Linked DNA regions of Zea mays: regions 1 and 3 are each linked to region 2. A link is a contact called in public Hi-C data. All regions are on one chromosome and are shown on one strand. Each heading gives the region's core, a stretch centred on a gene start, on an enhancer-like site or on the middle of the called end of the contact. The rest is flanking DNA. Distances are from core to core; before and after follow the strand shown. Region 1 holds the start of LOC103655544. Region 2 holds the start of LOC109939169 (autophagy-related protein 101). Region 3 holds the start of LOC100275976.

Evidence for each region. Hi-C and Micro-C count contacts between places; a contact is called where the count stands out from the background.
Region 1: a Hi-C map of tassel shows a contact between it and region 2, with 5 times the contacts expected there. The contact joins the promoter of LOC103655544 here to the promoter of LOC109939169 in region 2. A contact is called at or near these places in 7 of 25 Hi-C or Micro-C datasets (bundle sheath, ear, endosperm and 3 more) and 1 of 3 datasets of contacts at active chromatin or transcription factors (leaf).
Region 3: a Hi-C map of leaf shows a contact between it and region 2, with 4 times the contacts expected there. The contact joins the promoter of LOC100275976 here to the promoter of LOC109939169 in region 2. A contact is called at or near these places in 3 of 25 Hi-C or Micro-C datasets (ear and leaf).

The regions. Positions count from the first base shown.
Region 1 is chr4:140,060,068-140,063,182 of Zm-B73-REFERENCE-NAM-5.0, forward strand. It overlaps LOC103655544, which reads left to right and starts at 1,784. Exons shown (of 8, transcript XR_002269158.2): 1 at 1,784-2,084; 2 at 2,183-2,257; 3 at 2,778-2,811.
Region 2 is chr4:139,760,360-139,763,551 of Zm-B73-REFERENCE-NAM-5.0, forward strand. LOC109939169 (autophagy-related protein 101) reads right to left here and starts at 1,813. Exons shown (of 8, transcript XM_020552618.1): 1 at 1,614-1,813; 2 at 1,335-1,517; 3 at 1,174-1,210; 4 at 431-516. The coding sequence starts at 1,367.
Region 3 is chr4:139,333,090-139,336,554 of Zm-B73-REFERENCE-NAM-5.0, forward strand. LOC100275976 reads right to left here and starts at 2,040. Exons shown (of 8, transcript NM_001403698.1): 1 at 1,863-2,040.

The DNA.
Region 1 (3,115 bases), core at 534-3,033, 300 kb after region 2:
TTGAATGTATGCTCGCTTTACTTAGACAACGAGCTGTCCGAGGTTCCTGAGTGTGTTGTTGGAGACCTCCCTTAGCAACAACCTGGTGAAGGCAAGTGTCCTCAGACCCACTATGTCCTACTATACTTTATAATTCACTGTCCCGCATTACATTACTGAAACTTAAGGATTGAATAGTTTGTATTTCCCTTACCCTTGTTTACCTTTTTGGGTTAATCATGGTTAGCTTATGCTATTGCTTAAACTTAATCAATGAACATGATGTGATCTTTTATGATACGATGATGTTATCCCGATGGGGTCCTTGTGATTACTTTAGGGGGCTCAAGCTCTTTCCTGAGTGCCTCTCCGTAAGGACCTGTTTGGGGAGTGACAACCCGGGATAACAGTGCAACCATGAGGGTGGAATGAGACACACTTAGCTAATTAATTAGAGGAACCAGATGAGTAGTTGGCTTCGCCGTAGGGCCATCAATGGGGTCCGGGCACAGTACTTGCTCTGCCAAGGCTGGTTGCAGAGGTTCTTTGATTTGGTTTTGTTAGTCACCCTTCTTTGGGGAGATGTACTGTGTTTATCAAACTGGAGAAACCTAACGGGCGGCTATGACCTCTGGGAAATCTTTGTAAAGGCTACGTAGTGAGACCCTGCTAGGTCACCTTGGTAGTGATCAATGGGGAGGCTAGAACCCCGGGCAGAATGGGAATCACGGCTTGTGGGTAAAGTGTGCAACCTCTGCATAGTGTTAGAAACTGGTATATCAGCCGTGCTCACGGTTAAGAGCAACATTGGGATTCTCTTCGATTAGAAGAACAATGGTTACTTTTATGATGATGTTTAGCAATGATGGTTATAAATCTGATCTCTGGTATTTTCTCTTATAGGGAGTGCCTCTGGGTAATAACTAGGTTATTACTAAAATTTGGCTATACTTATAGTAATAAAGCTTGACCAACTAAAAGCAACTGCTTAACCTTAACTCCACATACAGCTAGTCCACTTTAGCCAAACGGGACATTTGCTGAGTACGTTGATGTGTACTCACCCTTGCTTTACAAACCACCCCACCCCAGGTTGTTCCCACTGTACTCAGTGCTCAGGAGGTGAAGCTGACAACATGGATGACTTTGAGGAGTTCCAGGACTACAACGAGTTTTAGTTTACTTTAGTGGCAAACCCCCAGTCAGTTGCCTGTGTAGGCTTACATTCTACGTTTCGTTACTCCGCACTTTGATTTAATGTTAAACACTATGGATATGTATTAGACTCTATGGATGTCTCAGACATCTTAATGTAACTAAGTACATTTGCGCTATTTAATTCAAGAATCGTGTGATGATGTCCAATTATGTAATCGTTGTGTACGTGAGTTCTGATCCTGTCACGTACATGGTTCGCATTCGGTTTACCTTCCAAAACCGGGTGTGACATCCTTGACACCTTTCATTGATGGCGGGGTATGAGATCCTCGGCACCTTCCGTTGATGGCGGCGCGGATGACGGGCGGTGTTGCCTGCGCGCTTGGGTTCCGAGGCTGGCTGCCTGGCTCGAATCAAATGTGATATTTCTGGCAGCTACAGGCCTTCGCTTTATGACGGATGAGCCCTGACAGAACCATGCACCAACATTATTGTGGACGCCTACACTACTATCTTAAGAAGTAGGATAGATAGATAACACATACATTAATTATTTTATAAATATATTAAGAAAGTAAAATAAATTTTAGTTTAGGTGTAAGAAAGTATCAAATTTCATATATATCTATTTTAAAATATTAGATTTACAGTTTTGCTAGGCTGGGCCACTCCTTTGGCCATCCTAGGTCTCGTGTACAGTCGTCCCCTCCGCTCCTCGCCTCCTCTCCCGAGTCCCGAACGGCCGATCCCGACGCCGGCTGCGTGGCTCGCCTCAGAGCCCCAGCCGTATCCTGCCACCCTTGTCCATGAGCGCCCGCTATCAGCGCAGCTAGTCCCTCCCTCCGCCCGCTATCTTGAGCGGTGGTGATGGAGTTTACTTTCGAGGATGCAGCGGAACTGTGCGCGCTCGTTTCGAATCAGCAATCCCACGTCGACGAGAAGCGGAGGTCGGTGTGGTTTCTTCTACCGGCGCACCTCCGATCAGAATGCATTTCTGTTTTTGCACCCTGCATCACAAAAGATTCGGGGCCCTCTTAATTTGCAGGTGGCTGGAGTCAATGATCCTCAGACCGGATGGCTGCATCAGGCGCGCGAAGCGACCCAAGTTTTTGCATGAAGTGTAAGCGTGCGCCAAGTTCTGGGATGCGAGTAGTGTTCTAATTCAGGCTTTTTCTTGGTCTCTTTAATAAGTTGTCCGAAGTTTAGTGTTTTATTGAGTCAACCGGGCTGAATTTTTTTTCCATATGACATTGGAATTGATTTTTACAGATTCAGTGCTAAACCCATTTTGGGTGGTAATTTTCTCATGTGTGTTATTGTATCTGATGAATCGTTGTGTTTCTTAAGCACTCCTCGCATTCTAGATGCCATAACATTCATATCAATGCTTATTCATTCTGAAAAGCTGATAATTGTTTTGATAAGGGGTACCATTATGGCATTATGTGTAATGACACCCCTCTTCCTCTGAAATGTTTCCACATCGAACTCTGTTTTCCTAATTTATATTCTCTCTCCCTCCCTCCCTACCCCTCTCTCTCTCTCTCCCCAATCCACCTATCCACAAAAAAGAACAATCAGGATGTATGTAGTGAGTAGTGACTATACTAAGTCTAATTGTTAGTTCTCTGCTTATGCAGGTACTTGCCTGAGTCATATATCAGGAGTGATGACGTAAGTGTTAGTACTTTGGAAAGAACTACATATAGCTTAGTGTTTATTTTGCATTCTTACTAACATCAGTTCATGGCTTATGTACTATGTGCACATATGGTTTCTCCCACTTATTCAAATCCCTCCACCTATGTGTTTAGGTCTTTAAGGTATTAGCGAAATATGTGAAGTAATAAATACTCTATTTTCACTGTATAAGTTTTATTCAAGAATAAGTTAGGTGTGTACTCAAAGGACTTTATTTCAATAATCAGTTAAATACATAATGCTTAAAACTTATGGAAGACATGTTCTAGCGCCAAGT
Region 2 (3,192 bases), core at 563-3,062:
CATGGCTCATGGCTACAGTTAGGTGAAGCATTACAAAGGCAGAACCAATTAGATTGGCAATAATAATGAGGAAAGAGGCATTCTCGACAGTCATAATACGTGAAATGCCAGTAAACACTCTAGTCACAGATTTGGGTTCCAGACATGTCCATAAATAATCCAAGGTCACGTCTTCTTGTAACTCACTAAATTTAGAACACTCAATTATTGGGTCTTTGGAAAATTTATGCCACTGATGAATATACTGGCTTTAGAATCATATATTGCAAATTAGTGGTGAAAATTGCACTTGGGAGTCTGTGAAAAGCAAAAGTGTCACTAATTTTCAAATGGAAGCAGTAATTTATAAATATAATAATTACTTAAAGCACAACGCCATATGCCTTGGTCATTGAAACAAACCCAGATCTTAATGCAGGGAAATACTCACATAAGTAATATCGAGGAAATCACAGTCAACATCTTTGGGGCGAACCAGGCTGAGGGTTCTATGGAAGAATATGGTGTGCAAAATACCTGCAGCATAGTTCATATTTACCATATCCATTAGCGGGTGCTATGTAGTAGAGAACACACATGAACTCCAGTTTCTTATTACTAATAGAAGAACCTGAAGTTAAGAAAGATAAGGATCCCCAGAGAAACCTTATGAAGTCATGTAAGTGATGAGTGCACTTACTAATACTCAGGCAAGTATAAAATTCAATTATCTGTAGAGTGGAAGGAGCTCAAGCACATAGAAGAAGGTTAAGAACTCACAACAGCAAGGACTCTGGAACGAGATAAGCACAACAAAGCATTGAACAATATACAACTGTGTGATATAATATGATCTTCTGCAGAGTAGCTTCACTATTAGCCCAATTTTTAGTTAAGCTTCCACTGCCGTACATCCATACAGCATTTACATTTCCCCATGAGCGAAACCAAGGTAAACCCCACTAGCTAACCACAATTATGATTTCAAAACTGCAACTTGAAATTACTCTATTCCAAAAATTACTGAAACCATAACAACGAATAAGGATGTGAATGAATACAGTACAGTATAGCTCCCGTGTCATGTCAAATTGTCAATAGAGAGCAATTTATTGAGGCGAACAGAAGCCCCCTTTCAACGAACATAGAGAGATGAGAAGAGATGTGAAAAAAACTAAAATTTAGAGCACTCACAGCGCAGAACATCCCTGATCTCCGTCAGTTCCAGCTCCTGCAGCCCAAACAACAAGAATTCATAAAAAATAAATGAAAAAGAATTCGTCAGCATATGCGACCAGAAAGCAAGCAGAAGAACCCTAGCGAAACCGAGGCATGGGTTAGGATCGGTAGCGAACCAGTTCTTTCAGCTGACAGGTCTCGCAGTTCATCTCCGCTTGCCGCTGCGGATCGGGGCAGAAGAATCGATCAGAACCTGATGGATCGGCGCTTCCAGTAGTTGGAGTAGGGGGGAGGTCGAGGGTTGTGACTTGGGAGAGTCGAGATAGGAAGTCGAGGAAGCGTGCTTGGGATAATTAGATCTGTACCATTAAAATATCCGATCTTAGAAAAATAGTATCGAAGAGACGAATATGCGGTTTTAGAAAAATATTATGGAAAGTCGCTCAGATTTCTACCATATGTTAAATATAACTGACTGATCACGAAACAATGCTATAAAATTCCAAAAATAGGGTTTGTACTGCTCAAACAGATGCCGAGACAGAGAGAAGGGTGGATATGACGAAGGCTCAAAAAGCTGCAGGCAAGACGGCGGCGCCACGGAGGAGTTGGCGAGGAAGAGAAGAGTCCAAGCCGACTCGAAGACCAACCAATCGCCCATAATTTCTATTATCTCTACTACTTATTAAGGCAGTAAAAGATCTGTTTCTTTTCTCATTCTCCCTCTTCACGTACATCCCACGTCTAGCTAAAATTAAATTAAAAAAAACAGGCCCAAAGGGATTCAAACCCGCGACCCCCAAGTAAATGTGCTTGTAGCTACCACTACACTACATGTGTGTTTATGTATACATCTATTATAGTAAAAACATATACTACATCTTTCTCGAAGCCCACCTGCTACCCTTGCACAATGTGTAGTAGTAGATAAGTATCACCGAGATTATTAAATTATATTTTTGGATTGAGTGAGTAGTATTTAAAGAAGAGCCTTGCATGTAATTTCTTTTGTTTGAATAATATTTTGAACTTAAATTCTTTTTTTTTGCATGTGTGACATTTATTCTCCGTAATATTTTTCCATGGATCTGACTTATAAGTCATTTTCATAAACCAATGTCAAAGATGAATCCATGTTTCTTATTTGGAAACCTCGAACAAACACCACTAGCACAAGGCGCTCGCGTTGGCGTCACTCATCGACGACGAGAAGAAACTTGGCGACTGCCAGTTCTATCTCTGGAAGTTGTCCTACGTGGCCCATGCGCCGCTGTGTACGGCAAGCTCCGGCGCAGCCGCCGCTTGGACGCGGTCCAGAGCGGCTGCACCGCGCTGTCCATGGTTAAACATGGGACCTCATGGTCGTCACCAATGCCGACGACTCTCAGGTTGTTCTGGGCACCGCAACCGATGACGGCGCCATCACGCCGTCCAGCTCATCATCCACCTGAAGCCCAACCTGCCACGTAAGTCGCTACTGACTAGCCATGAATTCTTGTGCGCTGGGATGACGACCATTGTTGTTGTTGTGTGAGTGTCCTCGAACAAGATGTATGTAGAGGGGTAGAACATCCGGTGGTGCAACGACTAGGTCTACTACCTCGCTGATGAGCCCGGGGTGCACTTAATTTGGTAGCTCAGCCAAGAGTCATCGGTACTCACCATGTCGCGCGCGTTCGACGACTACTATATCAAGGATTGTGGCGTCATCTCGGCGCCGGGGGTGAGCAGAGGAGGACCGACAACAATGACTACTCGCCATCGTCGGGGTAGCTTTTGTGCCGGCATGCCTTTAATTCTCTTCGCAAACACACACTTGCATTTTTTGTTTAAGCAAGCGTGTATGGTGGTGCGTGCCTGATGACTAACAATGTACGACGGAACTTCTACCGGTGTGGCACGTGCTCTCCAATGATGAGACCATACAAATCATGACATATATCGAAGTATGCATGATACTGATGGTTGCAATGTAGTAGTGAAACAACTAAATTAAAATAACAAAATTTATGTATGGCTAGGATCACAAATGGA
Region 3 (3,465 bases), core at 790-3,289, 430 kb before region 2:
CTCTAGGGAGATTTGCACCAGCCCCCAAAGAGAATTTTATCAACAGCAATTAGTCGATTGAACTCCTAATCGGACGACTAATCACCGTTTAATCGTAATTAGTCGGACGATCAGAGTTCTAGTCGCCCTAGTCGCATCATACACCCTAATCGAGCTTGCAATGGCGATAAGGCCGACTAATCGCGATTAGTCATACAACTTTAAAACATGGGGTACCACGTAACACAATCGCTTAGAGATCCTTATTGACACTCAAACAAAAGATAGAGGCAGTGTATGCTACCATTGGCATGACCACACTACATTATACATCAAGGAAATCTACATGATAATCTAAATAAAACAATAAAACTGAAAAAAGGAAATGGAAGCATCAAATCTGTCTAATGAACATTTGTACACCAGTATAGAAAAAAAATACATCTCACATTCCATATAGGAATGACATGAGCAGTGTTTTTAAGTCGTTCGACTAATCGCGATTAGTCAGCCGTATCGGTTTTTTAGCATCAGTATACATTTCGACACGACTTGGTCGACTTAATAACGAGTCATCTGACTAATCGTCTAATTCAAACGATTAGTCGCGGTTTTATGTCATGGACGACTTAAATAAAAAAGGTTTGGGTTTCATCTCTCAGCCCGTCAACCAGCCCATTAGGTCTTAGGGTTCCAAAAACAGACTGGTCCACTTCCAATCCACTATTCTCCAACCTTCTCTCCTGCCCCTCCACTCCCAGCCGCCAGAAACAGGAGTCGTTCGTCTCATCGTCAATTGTCAATCTCACTTGTGCTCGGTGGTGCTCCACGAGATCACCTCTCCCTTCGCCTCCTGCATCAACTGTCGGCAGCCACCAGCCACATCGTCCTCCAGCTCCGGTAATCCCTGTGAGGCTTTGACCCTGTCTATTATTTCCCTTCTAAATCTGCTCTGCTCCGCTCCGGTACTGTGCTTGAATGCTTGCCGTGTGGCTGAGATTATGTTACATCGATTGCTATGTTAGTGTACTTGGACAAGTCACTTTCTTCATTATAATCAGTTTTTTTGTGCAATCAGTATTTTTTCATACAAAAACATGGCAAGTCGTCTTATATCGGTTTTTTAGGGTCTAGACGATTTAGCCAATTAGTCGGACGACTTACTATCGATTAGTCGTCCGAGTTGCCCGATAAGTCAGCTGAATCGACTTATCGGTGCTCTAGCGACTCAAACCATCTCAATGACTTAACATTGGACATGAGTAAAAAGTGGAATAAGTCTACTCCCAAAGGGGATAGCAGTGAACTTGGCATGTGACATGGGATTCCATTGAACCCCCAATATGTCTAAAACAAATCTTCACCTGTCGTGGTTCCAAGGCCTATGGGATCAATTTAGACAAATTTCACACGCACTTACAAATTGGCAACTAACAAAGTTCAGCATGTCCAAGCACGTTTTGGTTGGTTCATTCATTTCTCACAATGATTTGAGGAAAATTTAAGGCAAATAAAACATTAGCCGGGAAGCCTTATTCTTCTTAATTTGTTAAAATTTAAGGCACAAAAACCTCTTATTCCTTCTCTTATCTCAGCTTGATTGATCACTGTCTCCTCAGCACAAAATTAAAATCCAAATTTCACATGTAAAATACAGTGGATCAATACGAGTTTCTAATACTTGGGCTATGGAATGCTTCCTCTCAGCAGATGACACAATAAAGGACGTGGGTGTACAAACCCAGTATTTTTTGCCAAAAAAATCGAAGTTAGTAGGCACTATATATATAAGCTTGAAATTAGATCATGCAAGTAGCTAAATAGGTTAGGGTTCGGGAACTCGGTTTCGCACAACAGAAAGGGAAGGGGAGGGGTGCCCATACTTTCTCGTCGCCGGCGAAGGGTTCGTTGAAGGCCTCGTGATGGGACTGAGGAACGGCTTGGCACCTGGCGTAGGTCGGCGGCGGTCGCCCGGTTGTCGCCGCGGGGGCGCGCGCGCACGGCGGGGTGAACGGGAGAAGATAAGGCAAGCGTGTAGGCACAGCCAGACTGCTTTAGTTTAGGCTCTCGGTTCTACTCGTTAAGCTAATAAGATAAACTTAGCTTAATTCATTTACGAGCTTAATGGGGTGTTTGGTTACACCCCGCTAAAGTTTAGTCCTGTCCCATCGAATGTTTGAACCTCCGTTCCGGGTATTAAATGTAGTCGGATTATAAAACTAATTTGTCAGCCGAAGATTAAAAGACGAGACAAATTTAGTCTAATTGGTTGGATCTATATTTCATACTCCTATTTAAAAGTCAAACGCTTGATGTGACCCGGACTAAACTTTAGCAGGAGCAACCAAACACCCCCTGCTTAAGCTGACTCATTTAGTTCACGAGTCAAATTAAAAAATAACATATATAATAATCAGTTTTAAATTAATTTCAAACTAATTTAATAATAAAAAATAATAATTATACTGATACTTTCATAGATCACATCAATATAACGTTAAATTAATATAACTCATTACTCATCAATTCATACATATTCATCAATAGGTCAGTGTCCGTGCGTTGCAACGGGGACCTATAATATCTCGATAATTTATATATACAAATGTGTTATGCAGTTATGAGATAAAGGATGACATTCGCGAGCTGTCCGGGATGACATCGAAGAGAAATTCGGGTCTGTGATGTACGGACACTCACCTAGTAGTGTATTATATAAGATAGGTTAGTGCCCGTGCATTGCACCTAGTTGTGAATGAACTGGAACTGAGTGAAAAAATAAAAAGAAAAATGATATCCAATTAAATTGTCTATACTGCATGTTTTAGTCATCGCCTAATTAAGCATCCACTTGAAGCCAATAGCAGTAGTGCACTCATTCTTGGAATCACCTCCTCTCCTCAGCAGCTGATACACACACAAAGAATTTGGCTAGGGCTGAATCACCCATCTACCAGTTAGCACGGTCGCTCGTACTACGAGAGCAATGCCGAGGGGTATGTCAATGAAGTAGTAGCATTCGACGTTGATGTAGGCACTTGCCACCTGCGGCCAACGCCCACTCCATCAGCCGTTGTCAAGTGAGCAAAAAGCTCAGTACCAGTAGTAGTGGGAAGAACACAACAAATGCATTACTGAAGGCGGATAAGTCTGTTCTCCAGTGAACTAACTTATGTAAAAACTGTAGTGACACTTGGATTAGACCTATGACCTATGGTTTAATAGTATCATTTTAGTTAAATACATAGCGCTATTTCCCCAAGTTTATGAAAAGGAGATTAGTAGATTACTGGTTTACTGATCTTCCCATTTCTCTTAACCTCTTAATACCTTAGCATTAGCCGCACATCAGTTAGTGAAAATGTACATGAATTAAAGAAAAGAATTCCAACCTCAAATATCCCAACAGCAAGGCAAACACAATGATCGTCTTCGCCAAAAGCAGGACACTCGTTCGACCATCATCCGTGACATAGTTATCCGCAA